3 separate regions of the Mus musculus genome follow, and all the other regions are linked to region 1. A link is a contact called in public promoter capture Hi-C data. All regions are on one chromosome and are shown on one strand. Each heading gives the region's core, a stretch centred on a gene start, on an enhancer-like site or on the middle of the called end of the contact. The rest is flanking DNA. Distances are from core to core; before and after follow the strand shown. Region 1 overlaps Dnm3 (dynamin 3). Region 2 overlaps Dnm3 (dynamin 3). Region 3 holds the start of 4930558K02Rik (RIKEN cDNA 4930558K02 gene).

What was found. Promoter capture Hi-C pulls out the DNA fragments that hold promoters and counts their contacts.
Region 2: a contact with region 1 is called in a promoter capture Hi-C map of cranial neural crest. The contact joins two enhancer-like sites. A contact is called at or near these places in 5 of 39 promoter capture datasets (the HPC-7 cell line, cranial neural crest, frontonasal cranial neural crest and 2 more), 3 of 484 Hi-C or Micro-C datasets (embryonic stem cells and uterus) and 2 of 115 datasets of contacts at active chromatin or transcription factors (the 230-238 cell line and large pre-B cells).
Region 3: a promoter capture Hi-C map of cranial neural crest shows a contact between it and region 1. The contact joins the promoter of 4930558K02Rik here to the enhancer-like site in region 1. A contact is called at or near these places in 7 of 39 promoter capture datasets (the HPC-7 cell line, cranial neural crest, frontonasal cranial neural crest and 3 more), 4 of 484 Hi-C or Micro-C datasets (the AML12 cell line, Th1 cells, cortical neurons and 1 more), 3 of 115 datasets of contacts at active chromatin or transcription factors (the HPC-7 cell line, bone marrow-derived macrophages and fibro-adipogenic progenitors) and 4 of 9 other capture datasets (adipose tissue, liver, macrophages and 1 more).

The regions. Positions count from the first base shown.
Region 1 is chr1:162,151,472-162,154,579 of GRCm38.p6, forward strand. The region is part of intron 14 of Dnm3 (dynamin 3); the gene reads right to left. Among named protein-coding and RNA genes, the nearest start is that of Dnm3os, 65 kb to the right of the region's middle. Within about 2 kb of position 1,735, at least 5 of the 459 cell types and tissues checked have an H3K27ac peak or open chromatin away from gene starts, as enhancers often do.
Region 2 is chr1:162,022,333-162,025,267 of GRCm38.p6, forward strand. All of the region lies in intron 17 of Dnm3 (dynamin 3), which reads right to left. Among named protein-coding and RNA genes, the nearest start is that of 2810442N19Rik, 19 kb to the left of the region's middle. Within about 2 kb of position 1,664, at least 16 of the 459 cell types and tissues checked have an H3K27ac peak or open chromatin away from gene starts, as enhancers often do.
Region 3 is chr1:161,977,963-161,981,129 of GRCm38.p6, forward strand. It overlaps 4930558K02Rik (RIKEN cDNA 4930558K02 gene), which reads right to left and starts at 1,674. Exons shown (of 7, transcript NM_001204904.1): 1 at 1,524-1,674. The coding sequence starts at 1,544.

The sequences.
Region 1 (3,108 bases), core at 485-2,984:
ATTGTGACAGTATTATTACCAGCTTACAGACAAGCCAGAGTACTTTATAGCTTCACCCTGTGAAGGAATTGACAGGCCAAACTTAAGGAACACAAGTTTGCTCTGAAGTGTGAAGCATTGGATGGTTTTGAAAACTTTTTACTGTAGATGTTTCTTAGAAAGATTTCTTATAAAGTACCTTTTCATTCTGGGAAATGTGAATTTGGTAAATCCCATAATGTTCTAACAAGTGAGCGGTCTGGCTCCTGTGATTATGAACTATTATCTTCTCCTTTTAAACCTGTTTATCCTGGCCTCAAAATAACATTCGTACCTCTTCCTTTTTAATTCCTGTAAGTTTTCCTGAAGGATAGGTGTCTTCGCTAGTTTTAGGTCAGCTTGACACAGGTTGAAGTTATTGGAGAGGAGGAAACCTCAACTGAGAAAAATGCCTCATAAGACCAAGTGGTAGGCAAGCCTGTGAGATATTTTCTTAATTCGTGATTGATGGGGGAGGGTCCAGCCTACTGTGGGTGGGGCCATCCCTGGGCCAGTGGTCCTGAGTTCTATATGAAAGCAGGCTGAATAAGCCACGATGAGCAAGCCAGTAAGCAGCACCCCTCCATGGTGTCTGCATCAGCTTCTGCCTTCAGGGTCCTGCCCTGTTTGAATTCCTGTCCTGACTTTAGCAGTGAACAGTAATATGGTAGTGTAAGCCAAATAAATCCTTTCCTCCCAAAGTTGCTTTGGTCATTGTGTTTTATCACAGCAACGAAAACCCTAAGACACTAGGATAAAATAAAGTTCTTAGAATTGCACAAAAACTCTCTTGTGTTAATGCATCTTCTATAGGAAAGTTTAGCATTCATAGATAGGCTAGGCTAGTGCAGTGGTTTTCAACCTGTAGGTCATAACCCCCTTTGGTGGACCACATATCAGGTATCTTGCACATCATATATTTAACACATGATTCACAACAGTAGCAATATTACAGTTATGAAGTAGTAACAAAATAATTTTATAGTTGGGAGACAACACAGCACGAGGAACTGTACGAAAGGGTCACAGTGTTAGGCAGGTTGAGAACCACTGGGCTAAAGGCTTGTGGCAGAAAATACAGTCATTGGTAGATGAAGAGTTTAAATATTCTACCAAAACACTCAAAAAATTCAGAGGCCACTTTGCATATGTGTTGATGTGACAAGAGAGGCACACAGTACCAATGATAAGAGCAGGGAAGTAATGGGAGAGAACATTAAATCAGCCACAAGTCAGAAGTCTTGTTTTTGGCCATACCGTTATCCATTATCTAGCTAAGTCTTGTGCCTTCACAGAAATGGGTTGTCCCTGTTAGGAACGGGAGGGACTCTAGACCCTTGTAGTTACCATAGCGTCTTTGAATGTGCTTCAAAGGCAAACACAGAAACTACAGAGTCCTGGAGCAAGAAGGGCTGAATTCTGGGTTCCCCGCTGCTTTACCCAAAGCAACCTTACTGTTAATTACTTCATGTCATGGGATTCCATAGGAGACTGTGAGCAAATGAACGGTTCTAGTGCTTACAAGCACACAAGGAGAGAGAGGGAAGTTTGAGAACTGCATGCTGAGCTGAGCTGAGTTGATGCTGGGTTCCTTCTTGCTTTAAGTTCTTGTTCTTAAATTCATCTATGCACTGAAATATGTGTGAGTAGGCAAAGGAAATGCAGTGTGCCCTGAGGAGAATTTCCAAGTTGCTGCACATCAATCACAAGGAATCTGCTGCGAACATGTGGCAAGGTTTTCTGTGATTGGTGTTGTTTCCCTTCAGTGAGTTACCATCTGCCCGGTCCTCATCAAAACATCAATTTCAGCTTAATCCCCTTTCTTCCTCTCTGGTAGTAAAAGGACCTGGCTTACTTTGAAATAGCGCAGAGTTATGATTACGCTTTCATATGCAGGGTGGTTTCCATTTTATTAATATAGAACTCTAGAATACCAAAATGAATTTGATGATTAAGCTCCCCTCTGAGATTCAAAGTCTATAAAACACATTCAAATAAAATATACTAAAATTCATTAAATACAGCGAGGAATTACTATTTGCTAGAGGCAGTGCAAGATGTGGTCTAGGGCATGAAATCTGGTAAGCTTTTGCTTGCAAAGTTGTCTACAGTCTTCAATAAGAAGGCAAGATATCCTATGTAAGTTTAAAAGGCAAAAAGGCAACATCAGCCTCCAGAGGCAAGAAAAGGCCTTGAGATGATGGTAGGGAGAACTTTGATAGGTGTGGGAGAGGGCACTTCTGGTGATGACATTCTAAGAAGTTCAGATGAAACAGAAGAAGCAACTCTTTTGGTGGAAAATATGTATGTTTTATGGAGACTGAGGTGGTATTAAAATTAAAATAGTGTGTAAATGGAAGATAGCACAGGGCCCAAGGTGAGTAGACAGCACAAAGTGCAGGATGCCCCAGTGGCCTAGATAAAAAGTGATGAAGTAGGCTGGTAGCAGGGTAAAAGGTCAAGGGTATGCATGGTTGATGAGACATACACCTGGAACCGACATCCAAGAACTCAAGAGAATAGCCAAAGGTTATAAAAGAATGGGCACGAAGCTTTTAAAACAGTCTGGGAAGAAGACAGTCGATAGTGGTGGCTTAGACTAGTGTGACTGGAGAGTAGATGGAGTTATGTGTACTGGAAAAACATGTGACAGGTGGTACAGCAATGATGTCACTAAGATAGGCAACAACGGATGCAGGTAAGTCACGTATTCAGTGAGAGGCAGCGGGTTTTAAAAAGAGACACAAAAATCTCTCAAAAGGCATTCTATGTTTGAAGCACTTTGAATGTGTGATATTTTGAGAAGAAAGATAAATGTCAATGGGTGAACAGGGCTGTAACAGCAATGGGTAAAAACGATATGCCATATGGGATTTTTCCCCACAGGCCTGCATTGGTGAGGTCGTTTGGTTATGTCTCACAGAATATACAGAAAGCAGAACGGACACTCAATATGAAAGAATGGGAGATATAAACACATCTTTACTGATGTTGTTTGTGGACTAGCTCTCAATGAACAAGTGATGCCTCTTTTGAGATTTTGGCCGGCGGATTTTTCTCTTCATCACAAGCTTGGATGTTTAGAACTCT
Region 2 (2,935 bases), core at 414-2,913, 130 kb before region 1:
CACACTGACTCTCCAGGTTGGGGGGGGGGGGACTATATTATTTGATTTCGTACCTCCCCATTCCACATCACACTTAACATTTAACCTTGCTTTACAGTTGCTTATCAACATGCATTTGTATTTTCTGGAGCAATAATCAAAGTGTCAGAATGAACAACAGACATTGGTTGACTAGAGAGGACACCCCCAGGATAAAGCCTAGGCTAGAATTTTGTGAAAAGGACCCCAGGAACCCATGGAAGAAACCCAAGACCTAACAAGTGGGATTGCGAGATGTGAAGAAAGTTTCTGCGCATGACAAGTGGGATTGCATGACGTGAGAAAGCTTCTGCGCATGACAAGTGGGAATTGTAAGACGTGAAGAAAGTTTCTGCGCAGAAAGGGGCAAGAGGAAAGCAACGGCCTACACAACAGAAAGAAAATTTTTGCCAGCTATATAGATCAGACAGGGGATTAATATCTAGCCTCTCTAAAGAACGAAGAAAATCAAATACTAAAATACCCCACTTCATCAAATGAACAAGATATTTCCAAAACAACAAACTACAAATAGCTGATACACATATGAAAAAAAATCAACATCCTTAGCCATCAAGGATCAAGCCATCACGTCAAAACTATGCTGAGATAAAAACACATTGCCCTGTAAGAATGGCTGTTCTTAAAACAACAACAACAAAGCCCACAAAGATAAGTCCTGGTGAGGATGAGCCGAGGACACTTGCACACTGCGCTGCAGGGAGTAAAAATAAGCCCAGCAATGGTGGCAGTCAGGATGGAAGCTCCTTACAAAAATAAACTACCGTAATCAGCAGCTATTCCACTCGGGGATAGACCCACGAGAATGAAAATCGCTTTAACAAAGAGACACCTACTCAACCATGGTTAATGTGATACCTCTCACTGTAGGCCAGCTATGGAATTTACCATGGTGTCTCTCAACAGGGATGGCATGAAGAAAATGTGATGGATTTTTTAAATTCTATTCTACAGAATCAAGTTATGCTCATTGCAAGAAAATGGATGGGATTGTACACCCCATTGAGTAAAGTAAAACCAGACACCAACAGGCAATCATTTTCTTTTATGAGAAACCTAAGTTTTATACACACACAGACACACACACAGACACACAGACACACACACACAGAGACACACAGACACACACACACACACACACACACACACACAGGAGAGGGAGACAAGGGCGGGGGATAGGAGGGGTCAAGGGAGTAAGCATGGCCAAAGTGCATGATGTACTTGAACAAGACATTATGAAATCCATTATTTTGCATGATAAATAATACATGAATAAATAATAGTCAAATTGGGAACATAGAGTTAAAGGCATTCCAGAATGGCCAATCAGACAACTTGAAATTCTGCGTAGCTTTTGGAAATCTGGTAGATTTGTGCTGTCGCACAAACCGTCACTACACTGGGCATTCAATGGACACAATAGAGAGACCAAGGAATCCAGAATGCAAATCTGACTTTCTTGCTTTTACACTAAAGCAGTAACTGGCCTTTCTATCGTGTCCGGGGAAGGAGTTTTAGGTGGGAGTTTTAAACCGAGTACTTGCAGCAAGAAAATGCTCCTTTCTTCTGTCCCCAACCTCAGCTCAAACCCTCTGGCCTCTTTCTGGTTGTATGCTGTGCATGAGTCCGTATTTTTTTTTTTTTTTCCTTTGTTTAAATTACAGGATTGCAATTGGATTCTTTGCAGTCAGAGCACTGAAGTGACAGCTGTTTATCATTATCCTCATCAAGGGAATGTAAAATAAAAATAGTAATTTGTCTCTGATCTTTGGGGCAAAAAAAGAGTGGTCTGCAAACATTTAACCTTTTATGTGCGGGTTCATTGATGCTGTTTACAAAATGAGAATAATACTGTAGAAACTTACTTTTTTTTTCTTCCTGAAAAACACAATGGATAGGCCATCTTGCTGCATGTTTCTTTTTCCTACATAGCCTTTGAGAAATCTAATTAAAGCAATAAAAACAACCCTACAAATATGAAGTTTACATATCTTTCTAATGAATTAGTCACACAGTATTTAAGAAACAGACTGTTTTTACAAAAATTTAAAGAAATGATCACATATTTCTGTATCCTAAGGGCTGTGTGCAGACATTTTTTGGGAGAACAGCTTTTCCTTCCACTCTGAGTCCCGGGGATTAAATTTGGGTTGTCAGGCTTGGTAGTAAACACGTTTAACTTTTGAGCTATCTCTGTGCCTCCACATCCCCCAATTTTTCATATAAAAGTTGTAAAGTATACTACTTTAACAGATGAGGGAGTGAAATATTAAATGATAGGTAATTTTCATTAAATCTTGAAGACTCCATTATAGAACTCTGTGTGTGGCCGAGCACCTATTTTTCATGTCTTTTTATTTTCCTTAGAAATTTTTCTAAATTGTTTGATAAGCCTGAGGACCATTGGACCATTCAGAAAGTGATGCTGACAGGAATATGAACATAAGGATACCAAGGTGTGGGGCTCGCTGTGTCTTTTCTCAGCCAAGGAGAATACGGGATAATATCCTATAGATCTATACACACTTTGTTCAGATTATCAAGGTGCTCTCTTTAAAACATTTAATATGATTATACAGTTTACAGTTACTGTAAACAACAGGAAAAAAAATGACTGGACCTGTCATTAGTGAACATAGTCATCATTAATGAAAACACTGTTACCATGGTAATGTACTTTCAGAGTTTTCCAGCCCCACGTTATTGGAAATGTTTTCACTGAAAACTTTTCCTGCTTCCAATCAATTGTCTTTAAGTTTTTAAGGCTCTAAAGTTATGCAGCCACACTGTGCAAAAACCCACAGTGCAGAAAGCCTCAGAGGGCGGTCTAGGTGTCAGCCTGACAATGTGACCTGTACCAGTGAATATTTAGTGTGTGGCATGGAACTGCGAAAGG
Region 3 (3,167 bases), core at 424-2,923, 170 kb before region 1:
TCCTTGCATTTGTTCATGGCTGACAGGCATGAGTTTCATTGAAGTTGCTATTGGAGTCTGAAAACTGCATCTGTTCTAAAGTACCCTGAAACCTGATTAAAAACAGTATGGAAGTGGCAGCGCGGGGTTTTACCCCAACAGTAGCCGGCCACCTGTTGATTGCCTTAGCTTTTGTTTGATCTTAAGGTATTGATGATATTGAAACATAACAGAGGCTTCCAGTGTTAGGCTTCAGCATCTGTGAGAACAGCAGGTGTATTGGATGGTGTGAAGGCAGCTGGTTGTGCCCTTCCGGTGCTGGGTGCATTTCATGGGGCAATGGTCTAAGTTCATGGTGGTTTCCCCACACAGAGACTCCAGTTAAAATACAGGGAGTGCAGAATTGGTTTGCTTTTCAGTCATCTGTGTGTGTGTGTGCTGCACGTGTATGAGGCCAAGGCTCAATGTTGGCTGTCTTTTTCTCTCTCACACATTTTTATTTTATTTTTGGTTTTGGTTTTCTGTAGACCAGGCTGGCCTGGAACTCAGAGATTCTCCTCCTCTGCTTCCTGAGCACTGGGATTAAAGGTATGTGCCACCACCACTTTTTGGCTCTCACCTTCTTTTAAAGCAGGGTTCTCACCGATCTAGAGATTACTCGTTGGCTGGCCTGGCTGGCCTGCAAGATCCAGAGGTATTGCTGTTGCTGGTTCCTTCGTGCTGGGATTCTGGCCTTTTTTTTTTTTACCTGGGTTGTGAGGACTGGAAGTATGGTGGTCATGTTTACACAGCATCTCTCCTAGCCTCTGTTTTTTAGCAATCTTAACTCCCTGTGTGGTTCATCTAAAAACTGGATTTATAGTTGGGCAAGCATCCATCCTTATTTCTATCATCCTTATTTGTTGAGTTATAAGATACATATTGGCAAGGACAATATTATTTTCAGGCCATGAAAAGAAGGAGTGAGCCTTGGGGTCTATAACACTCATTAAAATGTCCTAGTCTGTACACACATAGCAGTGTTTTCCTCCTAGTCTTTGTTATGGTTTGAACAAGAAGTGTCCCTGCAGGCTCATGTGGGGATCCCATGCCTGGATGTCAGCTGGAATCTGAAGAAGTAATTGGACCTTGAGCTAATCCTTGATAGGTTCATAATTGATGGCCTTATTAGAAGGCGATGAATAGTAGGAGGGAGGGAATCGTGGGACATGCCATGGAAAGACATATGCTGCTACCTGTTCCTTCTCTTTGCCTCCTGGCCTCCACATTGGAAGATGAAAGTTGGAATAAAGAATTAATGAGTTAGCTGAGGAAGTGTATCTTATGAAACACCTACATACTATTAACAGTATAGACACATTAACAAGCCTTAGCATAGTTTAATGCTATCCTGCCTCAACTCAGGCCCAGAGCAATGGGTTCACCCAAGCTTGGACTGAAATCCTTTTTGTGTTTGCATATATGTTTCCAGAGGTTGACATACATTTATTTAGTGGTGAAACTCCAGAAGAACTATTGCTATTAGAAGTTCTAATTTTTCCTACCTTTAGCTCTCTTTTTTCCATCTCTCAGGTGTTCTCAGTTTTTTGAGCTGGGAACTGGAGAACACAGATACCTCTTTGTGCTGTCAAGGGGAGACTGCTACAGTACCTCTTGGTTAGGCACCAAAGCAGGTGGGAGACCCCTCCATACTTTCAACACCAGGATGCCTGTCTCCAACAGGCACTTGAATGACTTAGAATCTTGCAGCATGCATTAGGAATGAGAACTTTGGGTTTTGATTGGCTGGAATGCATCCCATTGTTCCTTTGTCCGAAGTCACAATTGCTACCTTCTAGAACATTAGGTCAAGGTTGGAACAAATGGATTAATGCTGGTCAAGAGCTCAGCTAGCTGCATCAGCACTTGAATCATTAATACTTTTTCCCTAGGAAGATGACCAAACCTTTTCTCTTATCATAACAATATGTGATAACTGCTTATTTGGTTATTTTGCAAGCTGCTTCTTATTCTATTGCTTCTCTGGTGCTCCTGCTGACTAAGATACTATTATAAATCCCAGCAACATCTAATACATAATGAGATGACTATGCAAGGAATAGTGTGGTTTTTAAAAGAATCTCTGACTCCTCTTGACTATCCTGAGTTATAGTTGATCTTGAAGACTGTCCTTTTGTCCATCCTGAATTATAGTCGATCTTGAAGACTGTAATACCTTTCCTCCTCTGTCACACATGGAGGATGAAGGGAGCTGTGAGGACAGAAAGCTAGAGATGGTTGAGGGAGAGTATATTATGAAGGAAATGAAAACCATATGCAGTAACCACAGGCCAGTGTATCATCATAGCATTTGCTTTTATTCCAGCTTCTTCTCTTTCCACCACAGACTCCCTGCTTTTTTCTTCTGTCTATAAAATAAGAGAACACACTTCAGGAGACTCAGGCCATTTCATTTTGATACAGTTGGAATTTTACTTTCTTCTCGTTCACTAGGTCAATTCCAATTCCAATTCCAATGTCCAAATTACGTAGATATCAGGTAAAAGTAAGTGTGCATTTCAATTTTGGACAAAGTGAAAAAAATACCAAGGACTTGAAGAAAGTTAGAAGCAAAAGCTTGCTTGCACTGGCAACACTTGGCTTTGCAAAGGGTTATAAATTAACCGTGGACTATTTATTGTGCCTGCAGGTGTAAGGATTTATCTAGTAAAGGATACTGTAAAATTCATGGGACTGGAAAGATGGTTCAGTGTCCAACAGTATTTGCTGTAGGAACACGAGAACATGAGGTCCTATCTCAGCACCCATGTAAAGAGCCGAGTATGGTCACATGCTTGTGTGGAACTTCAGTGCCGTGTAGAGCAGAGAGAGGAGGAGCCTCCAGCCTTGTTGGCCACCAGCCTAGCTCCAAGTTCAGTGAGAAACTCTGACTGAAAGGAATAAGGTGGAGAGTGATAGGACGGGATATTAGGATGTCCTCTGGCCTCTGAGAGTTCACACACAGATGCTACACATACATACACACATACACACACACATAATTATCAAATGATGTAAGGGAAAGGCAAAAGGAGCAGTGTCTATATTATTTCACACCAGTTCAGTCACCCTGGGTTACGGGAAAGCCAGCGGAATGCCTTGGTTTACAGTCTTCAACTTCTTTGCCAGTAACCCTGTTCATTAAGCAA